Linked DNA regions of Mus musculus: regions 2 and 3 are each linked to region 1. The links are chromatin contacts, called in public HiCAR-type and promoter capture Hi-C maps. All regions are on one chromosome and are shown on one strand. The core of a region is the stretch at or near the end of the contact, and the rest is flanking DNA. Distances in the headings are between cores, read along the strand shown.

What was found. HiCAR-type assays count read pairs that join an accessible place to other places. Capture Hi-C pulls out chosen DNA fragments and counts their contacts.
Region 2: a promoter capture Hi-C map of liver shows a contact between it and region 1, with 2.9 times the contacts expected there. The contact joins the promoter of Bnip2 here to the promoter of Aldh1a2 in region 1. A contact is called at or near these places in 2 of 115 datasets of contacts at active chromatin or transcription factors (embryonic stem cells and large pre-B cells) and 2 of 9 other capture datasets (adipose tissue and liver).
Region 3: a contact with region 1 is called in a HiCAR-type map of astrocytes, with 3 times the contacts expected there. The contact joins the promoter of Myo1e here to the promoter of Aldh1a2 in region 1. A contact is called at or near these places in 7 of 39 promoter capture datasets (the 3T3-L1 cell line, the C10 cell line, the HPC-7 cell line and 4 more) and 3 of 115 datasets of contacts at active chromatin or transcription factors (astrocytes, large pre-B cells and stem cell-derived neural progenitor cells).

The regions. Positions count from the first base shown.
Region 1 is chr9:71,213,234-71,218,015 of GRCm38.p6, reverse strand. Aldh1a2 (aldehyde dehydrogenase family 1, subfamily A2) reads right to left here and starts at 2,227. Exons shown (of 14, transcript NM_009022.4): 1 at 2,053-2,227. The coding sequence starts at 2,169. It overlaps Gm3458 (predicted gene 3458), which reads left to right and starts at 2,630. Exons shown (of 4, transcript NR_110518.1): 1 at 2,630-2,769; 2 at 3,977-4,027; 3 at 4,277-4,316.
Region 2 is chr9:69,987,626-69,992,407 of GRCm38.p6, reverse strand. Bnip2 (BCL2/adenovirus E1B interacting protein 2) reads right to left here and starts at 2,942. Exons shown (of 11, transcript NM_016787.4): 1 at 2,719-2,942.
Region 3 is chr9:70,204,829-70,209,610 of GRCm38.p6, reverse strand. Myo1e (myosin IE) reads right to left here and starts at 2,261. Exons shown (of 28, transcript NM_181072.3): 1 at 1,908-2,261. The coding sequence starts at 1,910. The region is part of intron 1 of Gm26849 (a long non-coding RNA gene); the gene reads left to right.

The sequences.
Region 1 (4,782 bases), core at 978-3,477:
TGTTCGCAGTTCCTGTCTTAGAAAGTGTAGAAGTCTAACTAAAGAGCTGAGCACAGAAGCTGCTGGGAGCGTTCACAGATACCTGATTTTACAAGTTTTTGTGAAAGAGCTCGCCTGTAATGTGTGTTACTCCACCATTTATGAGGGTTGTTTGTCAAGACAAAATATAAGGCGCCTCCTCCCCACAAATTAAAGAATCAAGTTACAATCCATTATTTCATTTCTGATTGTTTTTCTTGGTAATAAGTGGGAAAGTGGATACTGGATAAAAGTCTTCATGGAGCTAAAAAGACTCCGACATTAAAGGCTCCAATTAGCTATAAATCAGTTGTCTTTCCTACTGGGGTAGAACAAGAGAGAGAAGAGAGGGGGTGGCTAGAGAAAAGGAGAATTGGAGGAGCTTCCAAATGAAATTCTGAAAAAAGATATCTACTGCAGACTTTCAGGGGCTGTTAAGATAATCTGATCAAAAGTAAGTGTAAAACAAACCCCCGGAATCACGTGTGGATCTTGCCTTTTAAGATCTCTAAAGCGCATCTGAAGAGGTTAGGGACCCTCATAAAACAAAACTTTTATGTGCAGGCTTCCCTGGCTTGTTCCTAAACCCGGAGATGTGCCACACACTGGCACTATTGTTATGCAAACAATGCCTAGAGGGCTATAACCATTAACGACCTCTCATTAAAATGGCTTTCAAAAATTTGTCACACCATCTAAAAGCTAACAGGTACATTAAATCCACATTCAAAAATACGAATCCTACAAATCCTTATTCTGAAACTCAATGCAACAAAAATTCAGAAACGATGTTTTTGCATTTCTCTTTCAACCGTAACAGTTGTCACATGCGAACAACTTAACTTCTCTGCTTTTCGCGTATAGTGTAATGCCCGCGATGGAACACTTATCAGCTGTATCGTGTGCGCGCGCTGCAGTTAACTGGCGAGAGTTTGCGGTAGGAATGAAAATCAAATTAAAAAAAAAAATTCTAAAATGAACTCTCAAGAAGTGTGGCTTTAAAGGCTACAGTCGCCTTTTTGCTATAACATTCAATCCCTTTGTGTATGTATTTCACAAATTTCCCCCGTGGATTTTTTTTCCCTGAGAACGGTGGAGTGGTAGGGGATCAAGTCACATGGGGCAGCAGGCGTGTATTGCTTTTTAATGCAGTTTAACAACAATAATTCGTGCTTGACAAACTAAGATGTCAGAATTCGTTAGGAAAAAAATCATTAGGCTTATCAGTGCAAAAGTGAGCTCGCTAATTTATGTGACTTGAGTTATTTTCCCTTTTTCTAAAATGTCCATTGCCTACAAAATCCCGAGGAAATCCTGGCATAGACCTACTGCGTCTCGGCCAGGTCCCCGCGAAGTCTGTGGGACTCCGGTCCTGACAACCCTTCAGCGACTCCGCTCTGAGGGAAGATAAGCCCGCGCGGCCGCGCACCTCCGGACCCGAGGGACCGCGGGGCGACACCGGACCGCAATGCCACCCTGGCGGTGAACCCCACTCTGCTCTGAGACCGAGGGACAGGGAGAACTGCACCCCGGTGGGCTCTGAGGAAACCCAGGGGAACACCCTCCTCAAGCCAGAGCCCGGACTGCTCTGAGGAGACCTGGGGGACCCCAGAGCCAAACTCCATTTGCTCTGATAAAACTTGGGGGCTCGCACAACCGGACTCCGGTCTGCCCTGAGCTCTAAGGGACCCCAGAACTAAGCCTCGTTCTGCCCTAGGGACATCTAGGACCGGACCCTAGCCGGCTCTAAAGAGTCATAGGGGACTCCAGAACCAGACCCAGGTCTGCTCTGGGAAATCCCACCTCCCCAGGCAGTCCCGAGGTCGTCACCACCGTCCGCCGCCGCTGGCGATCCCCGCGCTGCCTTCTGTTTGGGACCGGTTCTCCCAAGACGCTCCCTAAACCGGGGCGGGACTTGAGAAGCCCGCATCGCGGTCCCCGCGGAGGCGCGGAGATGACAGGCGACCTCCGGGCCCCCGGCCTCTGAAGGGATCCAGAGGATGCTTCCAGAAAGCGTCCGCCGGACGGCTTTACCTTGGTGTACTTGATCTCGAGGTTGGGCGTGGGCGACGGCAGGAGCTGCAGCGAGGCCATGAGCGCGGCGGGGTCGGCCTTCACCTCGCCCGGCATGGCGATCTCGCTGGAAGTCATGGGCGGCCACGGGTGGGTGTGCGCGGGGCGCTGCGCGGCCGGGGCGCGCTCGCTGTATATAGGCAGGTGTCAAGCGGGGGGCGCTTCTTATTGGACGTGCGGCCCACAGGCGCGGGGGGCCGGCCCAGGAGGACATTTGCATACGGCCGCGCGCGGCGCCCGCACGGTCAAGTCCGCGGCCCACGCTCCCGCGGGCGCGCCCGGGGGGGCCTCGACGGCCGGAGCGCAGCCTCGGCGGGACCGCGCTGGCCGATGGCAGCCCCGCGAGCCTTAGCGCTGGTCGGCCGGGAGGAGAGGCGCCCGAGCCGCGGCCCCGCCGAGCCCCGCGCCCTTCCTAACACTCGCTCTTCTCCTCCCCCGGGGTCCCGAGCAGCCCGAAAGAGCTTTCGCTCAGCCTTCCGCGTGGCGCGAGGGGCGCGTGGCCGCTGGGTGGGGTGATAGATGCTCCCCACACTCCCAAGGAGAACCTTCTGGAACCGCCGACGCCGCGCTGGCCCCCACCAGGCTTCTCAGCCCAACTGCTGCCCTCTGCCGGCCCCGCGGCCTAGTTGTGCCTGAGGCCGTGGGCTTCATCTGCCTTGGGTTGCCTGGATATTCCAGGTCTTGATGGTCTCCTTCCAGCCCTTTCCTTTCCTCTTCCCATCCACACCGGGAAACACTTGGGATTTTCTGTTGCTCTTCCTGTCAGAATCTCCGGGTTGAGCTTCCATCTCCATCCCTTCTCGTCTTACAAGCAGCCTTATAGTTGAGTAAAGATGGGCGCTGATCAGGAATCAGTAGCCTAGACAGTTCACTCCAGATAGCGTGGGAGAATCATTGGACCAATATCACGAGCCCATATAGATAGCTCTTTATAGGGCTTTCTGCCTCTATCCCCATGAAAATCCCACAGCCTTATCCAACCTGACTCTTCCTGTTTTTCTATGGAAGACTCTCAACTCCCAAGCAACTGCTTCGCTCTTGCTCAATCATTTCTTTGCATGTTGTTCACTACAAAACACTTACTTTAGATGTGTTCATTAACTAAAATTCCGTAAATGATTGGTGCTTAGATTCTGTGCAGACAGAATGCTGTTGTCTTAATTGAATTTGTGAGACAAGTTCCAGGCTCCGAGAACTCTTTATAGGGTATCTGCCTAAAGTGACCGAGCAAGCACTACGTCGTCGTCCTAGAGCAACAATACAGCCTAATTTAGGCAGTTGAAAAATTCCTATTCACAGGGAACGTTTATGGCCAAAGAGTGTGTCTTAATAACCGAATATACTCCTAAGAATCGCCTTTATTTAAGCTGTAGAAGACTGAGAAAGAATAAGAAGAATGGTGGGGAGGTAGCTCTGTAGGTAGAGTGCTTGCCTAGAACGCTGGGTTTAGTTGCCAGCACCACCTTGAACTGGGGTAGAGATGCATGCCTGTAATTCCCAGCATCCCACTGGATGGAGGCAAGAGGATTAGAAGTTCAAGTTCATCCTCTCTTACAGGAGAGAAGGAGCGAGGGAGGAAGAGAGGGGGGAAGGGGAAGGGGGTACAGAGGAGGAACGGAGGGAGGGACAGAGGAAGGGAGGGAAGAGGGAGGGAGGGAAGGAAGGAAGGAGGGAGGGAGGGAAGGAGGGAAGGAGAGAGAGGGAAGGAGTCTGTTGGGGAGGAGGATGATCTCAGGGTTTGGTGAAGGAAGAGCAAACACCCCAGCAAAAAAAATAGTTTTTGGTGCTGTTCTTTGTTTTGGTTTATTGTCGAAGTTGTTGTTTGAGGTGTTTTGTTGTTGTTCATTTGTTTTGTTCAAAGGTGTTTTCCCCATCTTCCAAGCAGGGCACCATGCTGGAGGTCACTTTAAGACAAGATGAAGAGCCTTGCTCCTGGGTAAGCTCACCACCTTTCCTGTAGATCTATAGATAACTGTCTGTAAGAGGGACAGCTCTCAAAAGTGGAGCAAAGACAAGACCTTGGTGCTCCACCTAAGTGGGAGGCCGGGTATCTAGGGAAGCTGACCTTTTGCCCTGCTTGTGGCTAGGGAAGTGAAACTTCACTGGTAGAGGTGGGAGCACTGCTGCCTCCGCAGAGGCTGCTGCAGCAGCAGCAGCTGAACAGAACTGTTTGGGAATGTTTCAGGGAGCATCGGCTGCAGCTGGAAGAGCAGCAAACGAGGCTGGTAAGTCAGTTAACTCCAGGTTGTGGGAACCTTAATGCTTCTGGGGAACTTAATGATGGAAGTACCGAAAAGCCATTAGAAGTCTTTGAGGAAGAAAGAAAAGGGGGAATCTTGTGGGCCGGATGGCTGAAAATGGTCTGGAAGGAGTGTCTGAAAGCATAAGCCAGAATTTGCACTTTTGACCCAACTCTTCCATTTCTTATTTGCTACCTGCAATTGGAAAGGCCAGTCAGTATGTGGATCACAGGATTTATCAACGCTTGATGCAGATAAACTGAGTTCTATCTTGGAAGGTAAGGGAGTGTGTCTTGACTTAGCATCTCTGGTCATCTCCTAGGTCGTGCTCAATGACAGCTGGTTTGAATTGTTCCCTCATGGCCCCTTTCCCTTAACACTTTGTAATTAGACAGTGAAGTGATCAACACAGGACCAGAGTCTTCTATTTCCCATCTGCCTTCCTCGGGTC
Region 2 (4,782 bases), core at 1,693-4,192, 1.2 Mb after region 1:
CTGAAAGCAAACAGAGGCAGAAAGTCTGCACTTGCACAAGAGGTTCTGCTTGATTTACTTTTATGTATTATGAGCAGGCTATACGCCCCTGAAGACTAAGCACACGGGAACCCCTGGACAAAGCCTTCATTCTTGCTTGTCATTGTCAAAGGTATGACTATACCCCTGTAAGAGTCTATCTTCTTAAAGCACACATGCGCATGCGCACACAGAGGGTGGGCAGGTTAGTGGTGTGTGCTTTGGCAGGAGAGTGGAAGTCAAATTACAATTTTCCGGCGTGGTTCTCTCTGTCCACTTTATTCCGAGGCAGGATCTCTCTTCTACTTTCTTCGATTGCTTCATGCTCCCAGTTTAGCTGGCCAGGAACTTCAAGAAGTTTCTCTTGTCCCCTCCTCCCATCTTGCCATAGGACTGCAGGGATTACAGCTGGCTTATGTGGGCTCTGGGAGTCAAACTCAGGGGTTCAGGCTTTCTAGACAAGTGCCCTTACAGACTGAGCTATCTCCCTTAGTATGATCATGTAGGGCTTTCAAGAACAAAATGCTTCCACAGCAACGTTCACACATGTGCACACACACAACCAGCAAACTAGAATGGTGCTAACTTCTCTCAGAACTGTTAAAAACATAGCATAGGCTAAACACCTAGAATACATTTATTAAACTATCAGTATGCAGAAGGTATTAGAGATGTGTTGGCACCTTTAAGTAGACCAAACTCTAACACCTGATCTCAAACAGTCTGCTTGTTAGAAGCTGGTTATAATGCCAAGTCAGGACTATCTGTGATATTGCTTGCTTGCTTGCTTGCTTCGTAGGATGTAATCTTAGCATAAGACCTTGAATACTGCCAGCCGAAGCCACTCTTGGTCTAGAAACATAGCCTTTTGTTCTCAGATGTCCCCTTCTCTCATCGCTACAGAGAGAACAATCAGGACCACTGCCCCAAAGAGTATTTCACCTTTACTTCTCTACCCATTAAAAACTAATGAGTAGTTAGAGCGTCAGTGCCCAACAGGTGTGAGTGTCGTGGTTTGTATATTCTTGGACCAGGGAGTGGCACCATTTGGAGGTGTGGCCTTGTTGGAATAGGTGTGTCACTGTGGGTGTGGTCTTAAGACCCTCACCCTAGTTGCCTGGGAAGTCTTCTACTAGCAGCCTTTGGAATGAAGATGTAGAACTCTCAGTTCTGCCTGTGCCATGTCTGCCTGGATACTGTCATGCTCCCACCTTGATGATAATGTACTGAACCTCTGGACCTGTAAGCCAGCCCCAATTAAAATGTTGTTTTTTTATAAGACTTGCCTTGGTCATGGTGTCTGTTCACAGCAGTAAACCCCAAACTAAGACAGTGAGGTCGAATGCAATGTCATTAGCCATTTAGCTTAGACAAGAGGCAAAAGACAGACCCTATGTCCTGATCCCCAGATCTATAACAAACCTGTCTGTAAAACCAAATGTGGTTATACTTAAGGGTGAAAGGTCCTGCGATGCCTAAAGATGTAAGTATGTTGGTTTATGGTAATTCAGTCCCTACGCTATGCACATGTCACATTTCCTAGTCCAGCAAGTTAGAAAAGACCTAAGAATGGCATTGAGAGATAGAGATTGATTAAGAACCAAGCCAAAAAAATAATGTGCGAGGCAACCAAACATTGGTAACTTCATGTATGGGTAACTAAACTAGATAACTTCAACTCTAACTTTGAAGGAACACCCACTCATGAATTACAGAGTTTCTACAAGTGAAGGCTAGAGGAGTGGGTCAGTAGTTAAGCATGCTTGCTGCTCTTCACAGGAGCCTATTTCGGTTCCCACCACAACAGCCTATAATGCTAGCAGCTCCAGGGGTTCCGATGCCCTCTGCAGTCGCCTATACCACATGACAAGACACATTAAAAAAAAAAAACCTTTGAGAAAAAAAACCCTCTACAATTAAAGGATTCTAATAAATCATAAGAAAACGTGCATTTCATTGAAGATGGGAATTCAAGTATAAGGGAAAACATCCTAATTAAAAGTGACGCAAAAGAAAGCAATACTAAGATGCAATTGCAGATGAAAGGCACTTTTATAGAAATACTTTGATAAACACTGCAAAAGTTGTGTCCTCATAGAGTTCCTAGGACAAAGGAAGTTTCGAAGTAACGTAATATAGATCCAAATAAGTTTCTGCTTGAACGTGAACAGACTTAGGAAGAATTCTCCAGTGGCATCGCATGCATACAGCAATCCAAAGCATCCTAGCCGGTATTTAAATGAAGAGGTTAAGTGTCTGAGAACAGCCAAGGATCAGGCATTGACGTACACACCCTACAATAGGATATCACACTCAGGAAGGTTCAAGAGAGCCCTGATGACTTATAGGATGCTGTCTGTGTATGCTGTCTGCGTCCATCCCCCCGAGGCTATGGGGTGCACTACACGCCCAAGTTTCTTTGTTCTGCTCTGGACTGACGCCGGTTAGGAACACGGAACAAACGAGGCTAGGGGAAGCCAGGAACCGGGAGGTTCCGCTCCAGGCTTTCGGGCCACAGACGGAAAAAGGAAGGGGGCGAGAGCCTGGCACCAGCGTCCGAGGCAGGGCGGGGCCCGGCAGCGCTCGGACCCGGAACGCGAACGCGCCAGTCCACGGCCGCCACCCCCGCCTGGCCTGGCCGATCCTCCCGCAGCCCTCCGGCTGTGCCGTAGCCCGGCCCGCTACCCAAGCCGTGCTCACCCCGGAGGAAGCCGCGGCCCCCTCGTCCTCTTTGCCCCTCCAGGCCGGCGACGTGGGGCTGACGGCCAGGTCGCAGAAAGCGGCGCCGGGCAGAGCCCGCTGCCCTTGGTCGGCTGTGGAGACGGGGCCCAGCTTTTCCCGGACGATCTTAGTTGCAGTCCGGGCGGCTGCAGCTGACCCGGATTCAGTGCGTACGCCCCGGCGGAAGTGACCACCTCCGGACCGGCGCCGGGCGCGGCCGAGGGAGGAAGCGGGGGCGGGGCGTTTTCCTAAAATCCTCGGCGGGCTTCCTCTCTGCGCATGCGCAGCCGTGAGCCCTTCTGTCCCGGGCCAGCTAAGGCTTTGGCTTGCTGCTGGCGAGGGAGGAGGAGGGCGCAGCTTTCTAAGGCTCACGCACTTAACGTTACTGTAGGGACCTAACCTCGCTGTCTTGAAAGAGCTATTCGTTTCTCTCTGTTTTCCTTTACTTGACATTATATTAACTATATTACAGAGTGAATGAAAAGGGGGTGAAAAATAGTCGATGTCTTATGTACGATAGCCAGGTCCTAGAAGAATCTACTTTGATAGAATTTTCCGACGTGAATAGTTTTTCTCTCCAGTAATGCTTCTGAGAGAGTAATAAGTACCCCACCCCTCTCCTCCCCAGACTCCTCTCCTGTGTTCCGAGTTGGCCTTGAATTCCTTCCAGTGTATCTGAAATAACCTTGAAAACTAATTTTCCTGCCCCAGTCTCCAGAGAGCTGAGATTATCTACATGATTGTTACCACATTGTGGTAGAGATAGAGACAACTTAGGGCTTCCTGACTGCTGCTAGGTAGGCACTCTATTATCTGAACTTTCCGTTCCCACCATGTGGTTGCTGGGATTTGAACTCCGGACCTTCCGAAGGTCCCGAGATCATAGGAAATTTCATTACGATTCACGACTGTAGCAATATTACTGTTCTGAAGTTGCAACGGAGTAATTTTGTGGTTGGGGGTCTCCACAACATGAGGAACTGTACTAAAGGGTCCCAGCTTTAGGAAAGTTTAGAACTATTGCTTTAAAACATGCTTTTCCCAGTTATTTGTGGGTCCTATCTTGATGACGTAGAAAAAATGAAAATAAAAGTGAAGTCAGTAAATGTAAAATATTTTATTATCACAGTCAACAGTCCTAAAATTGGCTGTCGTAAAAAAAAAAAATCCTCAAAAAGGGGGAGGAGGGGATAAGAGGTTTGTGGAGAGGAAACTGGGAAGGGGATAACATTTGAAATGTCAATAAATAAAATAACCAATAAAAAATTCTCAAAAGATCTCAACTTCTGTACTTTTCTGTGTGGGCCATTAACAATTTTTTTGAATGGCTTCCGTCTATGAGCTGTCCTTTTAAGCAGCTTCAAGGGGCTGTTATTTTGGAGGGCAAGGTCATCCCTCTTAGAAGTTGAACGTGCTCAACCTGTCCAGAGAGCTAGTAGGTAACTATTTGGGCAAGCCTATTACTCCTAAAAGGAATGGTGAAGTCAAAACTATTTTAAATGGATCCAAAACACAGTTCTTTAGAGATACAGTTTAGATTTGTTCTCTGTTGGCAGAGAGTTAAGAGCTCTGTGACTTACCTATAAAATGGAGAAAAAAATAATGCCCGCCTCATGGGGCTTTTGAGACAGAACAGTACATGTATCTGAGATGGGCGCTTGGAATGTTGCTATCATCTGTGTTAGTATTATTTCCCCTAGCAATTTTCTTAATTGCTGGAGGGGGAAACATGACAAACAGATCCACAAAGTTTTAGTTAAACCACTTGGCCACAGGAAGCATTTTCTCTCCAGTTACAGATTTTTCCGGAGTTCCAATTTGTATTTTAGTTCTGCAGTGTGCAGAGTTCCCCACACGGTGGCAGAAAATCGTTTGCAATCATGCCAGAGAGTGAGGTTTTTGTGGTCTTGAGTTTCCTCATTTTAGTAACAGAACATGACTTGATTCAATGTTTGGTTCTGAGTAAGATACTCTGCAACATTTTCCTTTCATGAACTATTTATCTTTACTGTTAAAACATTAGAAACTGTGGATAAACCAAAA
Region 3 (4,782 bases), core at 1,012-3,511, 1.0 Mb after region 1:
TGTCCATGGCACATCTATTTAAGGATAGCCAGCTGTTTCAACTTTTCCGGGCAGTAAATTGTGGCCCGGGCAACCATATCTGATGCACAGATAGCCTCCTAGTGGCCCACAACATGCCCATCTGTGCTGTTGGCAGGGAACCCAGGAGGAGGTGACTACACCCTGTCTACCCTGATAAATCAACCAAGAAAGGGACTCTAAGACACACCTCCACATCTGATGGACCAAATAAACTACCCCAACTGCAAGGAGCCAAATTGAGCGTGTTTTCCCACGTCTCTGGAAAGGGCATCACAGGCTAATTTAGGGTCTACGCAGCCAAAAAAAAGTGAGTTTAACAAAGGATTTTTCTCAAGGTAGCACTTAAGCAATTACATACAGTAAAATTCTTTAAGTCCTTGGCCATAAACACATTGATTTTGGGTTTTTTTTAGAAATATTGAACCACGGAAAGTAATTACAGCAATTCTTAGGCACCAGGACTATCACTGTTCAAGTTCAAGCGGTCAGAGGCTGGAGAAACTCCACCCATGAGGCACACCATGAGGGTGGACTGACTTCTGAAACCTCGAAACTGGCGGGGGAAGCTTATTTATAAATGAAGTATTCTCTCTCAGGGGCAAAGGTGACATAATTTTGAACTATGTGGAAAGTAAAAGCTTGGGGCCAGGATGCCCTTTAAAGGTTTCGTTTGTTTTTAAAATCATTCTTTTGAATAAACAGCGCGGGGGGGCAAGGACTGTTTGTGAACTGAATGTGGGTTCTACCCGGGCGTGCGCTGCGGATGCTTGGCGCTGGGGATCTGGGATACAGATTTCTCAAGCCAGCGCTATGCTAGGCATCTTTTTTAGTAAGCTTCACCCTCACCGCCAGTAAACAATGAGAAAGCCAGGAGGACAAGCTCCTCCACCACGAAGCAAGTGTGGAAACTTTGAAGCCTTCTAAAACCTTTTAAAAGTTTTTTTTTTAAGTTTTTAAAGTCCCCCCCCTTTCGGTCCGGGTGGCTGGCAATGTCTCTAAAATTCAATCTTTGTTTTTGTCCTTCAGTAGGAAAGCCACACCACGGCAAAGCCCAGGGGATGTGGCTAAGGTTATTTGGGATTGAGAGAGGAGGGTGGCTGGGCTGGGGACTTAGTCTCAAATGAGTTACAGAGAGGCTGTCCAACCCAGACACTCCCCCAAGTACCAAGTGGGAAAGAACAAAACCAGGAACGATCTCCGAGAGGGTGGCGGTCCTCTCGAGCTGGGGACCGGGTGGGGCCCTCCTCAGGAGGTGTTTACCCTACACAGGGACCCTACAGGCCTGGGCTCCCGGCCAGTTTGGCTGCCGCTGCGCGCTGTCGTCAGAGTCCCTGCAGCCCGGGCCACCGCCAGGTGCTCCGCAGTACCTGGCGCCCCTGCCTGCCTTTGTGCAGCGCTCGGCCCATCACCAGCGCAGGCGGGGCTGCCTAGGTCCTCCCCAATGCCAGGAGAACAACTGCGGGATCAGCCTGCCAGGGAGCTCACGCCAGTGCCTGCCCAGGGGAGAGGACCCGAGGGACACAGGCGTGCCCCTCACCTTCTCTAGAGGAGAAAAAAGTCTCCGGTCCCACGGCTGTGCCGGTGAAAACAGACGTGCCCACTCTCAAGCTTCAGACAGCTGGCAGCCACAACAACATTGGCACCAAAACTTTCGCGGCGCAGAAAGTCACTCCAGAGAGTTTTTCTTGTCCCTCCTCTCTCCCTCTTCCCGTTTAAGACCCGGTTTACAGCAAACAGCAGGAAATCAGCGCTCCAGAAGTGCACACTCCCGCGTCCACCTTCTCCACCCCCTGGCCTGGGCAGCTTGCCCAAGGTAGGTGCCCGCTCCGGGGCTTCCTGCCCCATCCCAGGGTCAGGCGTCCTGGGACGCGGCGCAGCCAACTCACCATGGTGACTCCCGCCGCGGTCGCGCCTCCGCCGGGTCCCGCTGCCTAGGCACTGAGGCTGGAACGCGGTCTCCTGGGCGAACTTCAAAAGTTGGTTCCCTTCGCCAAAAAACAAGCTCCCGACACCCAAGCACTCACAGGAGCCAATGGAAATCCAAGAGGGACTCCATCCAGGCGGGATCCGAAACGCTAGGTGAAGGCAAAACTTAGCAGACCCGGTGCACACTCAGACCTGGCGATCCCCAACTGTCTAGAGATGCACCCTGATGCGCTCTGCGGGATTGCTTGTCCAACTGCTTTGCCTGGACCCGCTTTCTCTTAACACTTAATCCGAACTCTTCTCTGGCTCAGGCTGGGCTCGGGCCGGGCAATCTGTCCATAAATGGAGAATTCAGCACAGGCCTGACCAATCAGAATTTGTTTTCGCAGCGTCACTCCTCAGGGAAGCCGAGGTAGCCAACAAGCGTGAACTACAAGAGTTTACAAAGGCCTCTGGATCCTGTAGTCCTGCGGCCTCGCTACCCCGCAGAGCGCGCCGCTGTCCTAGCCGTCCCCAGGGAGCCACCCCCAAACCGAAGGGATGAAAACACTTGGGGAGGTTAGGAAACCGCGCTCCTGTCGCTTCTCTTTACGGAGAAACTTAGCATCGACTTAGCTCCCACTCACAAGTCGCATGATTTTCCTAGATTCTTTTTTTTAAAGAAATATTTTTAACTGCTTAAAAGATCACAAAGTCGCAGCTCAAAGGAAATCCTTTTTCTTTTCTTCTCTCTCTCTTTCTCTCTTTCTCTCTTTTTTTTTTCTTTCTGGATTGTGAGGGAAGTCGAAAATACTTCCTCCACCCGTCTTTTGTACCTGAATTAATTTCCTTGGGAAGGGAGAGGAAGGGAGGGAGGGAGGGGGGGGAGAGAGAGAGAGAGAGAGAGAGAGGGAGAGAGAGAGAGAGAGAGAGAGAGAGAGAGAGAGAGAGAGAGAGAGAGAGGAGGAAGGAGAAGGAGAAGGAGAAGGAGAAGGAGAAGGAGAAGGAGAAGGAGAAGGAGAAGGAGAAGGAGAAGGAGAAGGAGAAGGAGAAGGAGAAGGAGAAGGAGAAGGAGAAGGAGAAGGAGAAGAAGAAGAAGAAGAAGAAGAAGAAGAAGAAGAAGAAGAAGAAGAAGAAGAAGAAGAAGAAGAAGAAGAAGAAGAAGAAGAAGAAGAAAAGAGAGAGACAGAGACCTTGGTCCTCGCGGTGTCCGGTTTCAGGAAGCCAGGTAGCCTAGGAGAGAGGGGAACGGGGATTCCTAAAACAGTATTAGGGAGTCTGACTCCTGGTGAAAGGGAAGACTGAGGAAGTAAACTCGCAGGGCCTCTGCGGGGCTGCGCTCCCAGGATCTGAGGAAGAAGAGTTCAGGAAGAAAAGAGCACAGAAAATCTTGAGATTCGGTCGTCCCCATTCACGTGAACCTAGGATCCTAGAGTTGCAACGGATAGTAAAAAATCAAATCATCTTGGCTAGGACGAGTTTTGCTCTTTGTTTTAATGTGGTGCATACCTTCAGAGGACTATGGCCAAACCAGGAAAAGGAGCGAATGCTGATACACCCTGCAACAGAGAAGGACCCAGGAAACCTAATTATGTGAAAGAGGTTGAGGTCAAAGTTCAGGAGGAACAATTCCGTGTGTTACAGTGGTGGGTAGGAAATGCTGCAGAGAGTAGTAGATCTTGGTTGGCTGCTCGGGACAGGTGTGGTGTGTAGAGGGACAGCTGATGGAACAAAGGGGCTTTGTCTTGTGGGGAGTGGTCCAAGGATGTCCCCTAGGTACTGATGTTGGTAGTAAAGCTGACTATACCCAAAACCGCTGAATTGTGCGTTTTAGAGTAAGAATCTTCTGAATTACATCAATTTTTTAAAGGAGGGAGAGGCACACACACGCCTCTGAGCATGTGCGCAGATGCAGTTCAGAGGACGACTTGTGGGAACTGGTTCTCCCTCCACCATGTTGGTTCCCGGGTTGAACTCGGGTGGTTAGGTTTGGCAAGTGCCATTATCCACTGAGCCATCTCATACCAATTTGAAAGGAAGTCATGTTTGAATTTTTGTGACTATTCCCCCTGTCCGGGCAGCAAAGAACTGAATTCCTTCCACAGGAGATAGGCCAGACACAAGACGCACAACCGTGACACACCTTGCTGGCTTTATGATCTGGTAGGAAGACAACAAGAAATGGTTGGGGGTGGCTCACCTGGAGCTAGTGAGCCTATTTGCTTTGCCAGTGTGAGGACTAGAGTTAGATCCCTAAAACCAATGTGAAAAATATTAAGGTGTCGTGGGATGTTGGGGAGGCAGAGACAGGCAGGAAAGCTTAGGATTCCCTGTCCAAGCAGCCTAGCCTACTCCATGATTTCCACGTCAATAAGAAACTCTAATCTCAAAAACCAAAACAAAAAAGGCAGAGGCCTGAAGGGGTGGTTCAGTGGTTAAGACCACTGGCGGTTCTTGCAGGGGCTTGGGGTTCGATTTCTTATACCTACGTGCTGTTCACCATCCTTTGTCCATTTGTAATTCTGGAAGCTGAGGCAGGAGGATTGATTGCTTCAGCCCAGAAGGTCTAGCCAGCCTGGGTAAGAGTGAGACCCCATTAAGACAAAAACAAACAAAATATAACCGGAAGTAAAAAAAAGAAAAATGACAGCCAAGCCTTTGACACAGCAGGCGTGACCTCCATGTGCCCAGATGTGGCTCCTTATGTCACTGAGGCACTCCACCTTCAAAGTTGTATTAGGTATTTTAAGAACTCGGGAACAGAGATTCCCAAAGAAGAAAGCTGAGCTTACAGACAACACAAGGAACAGTAGGTTTTAGGTCCAAAATAATGACACATGCCTAAGTCGTCATCCC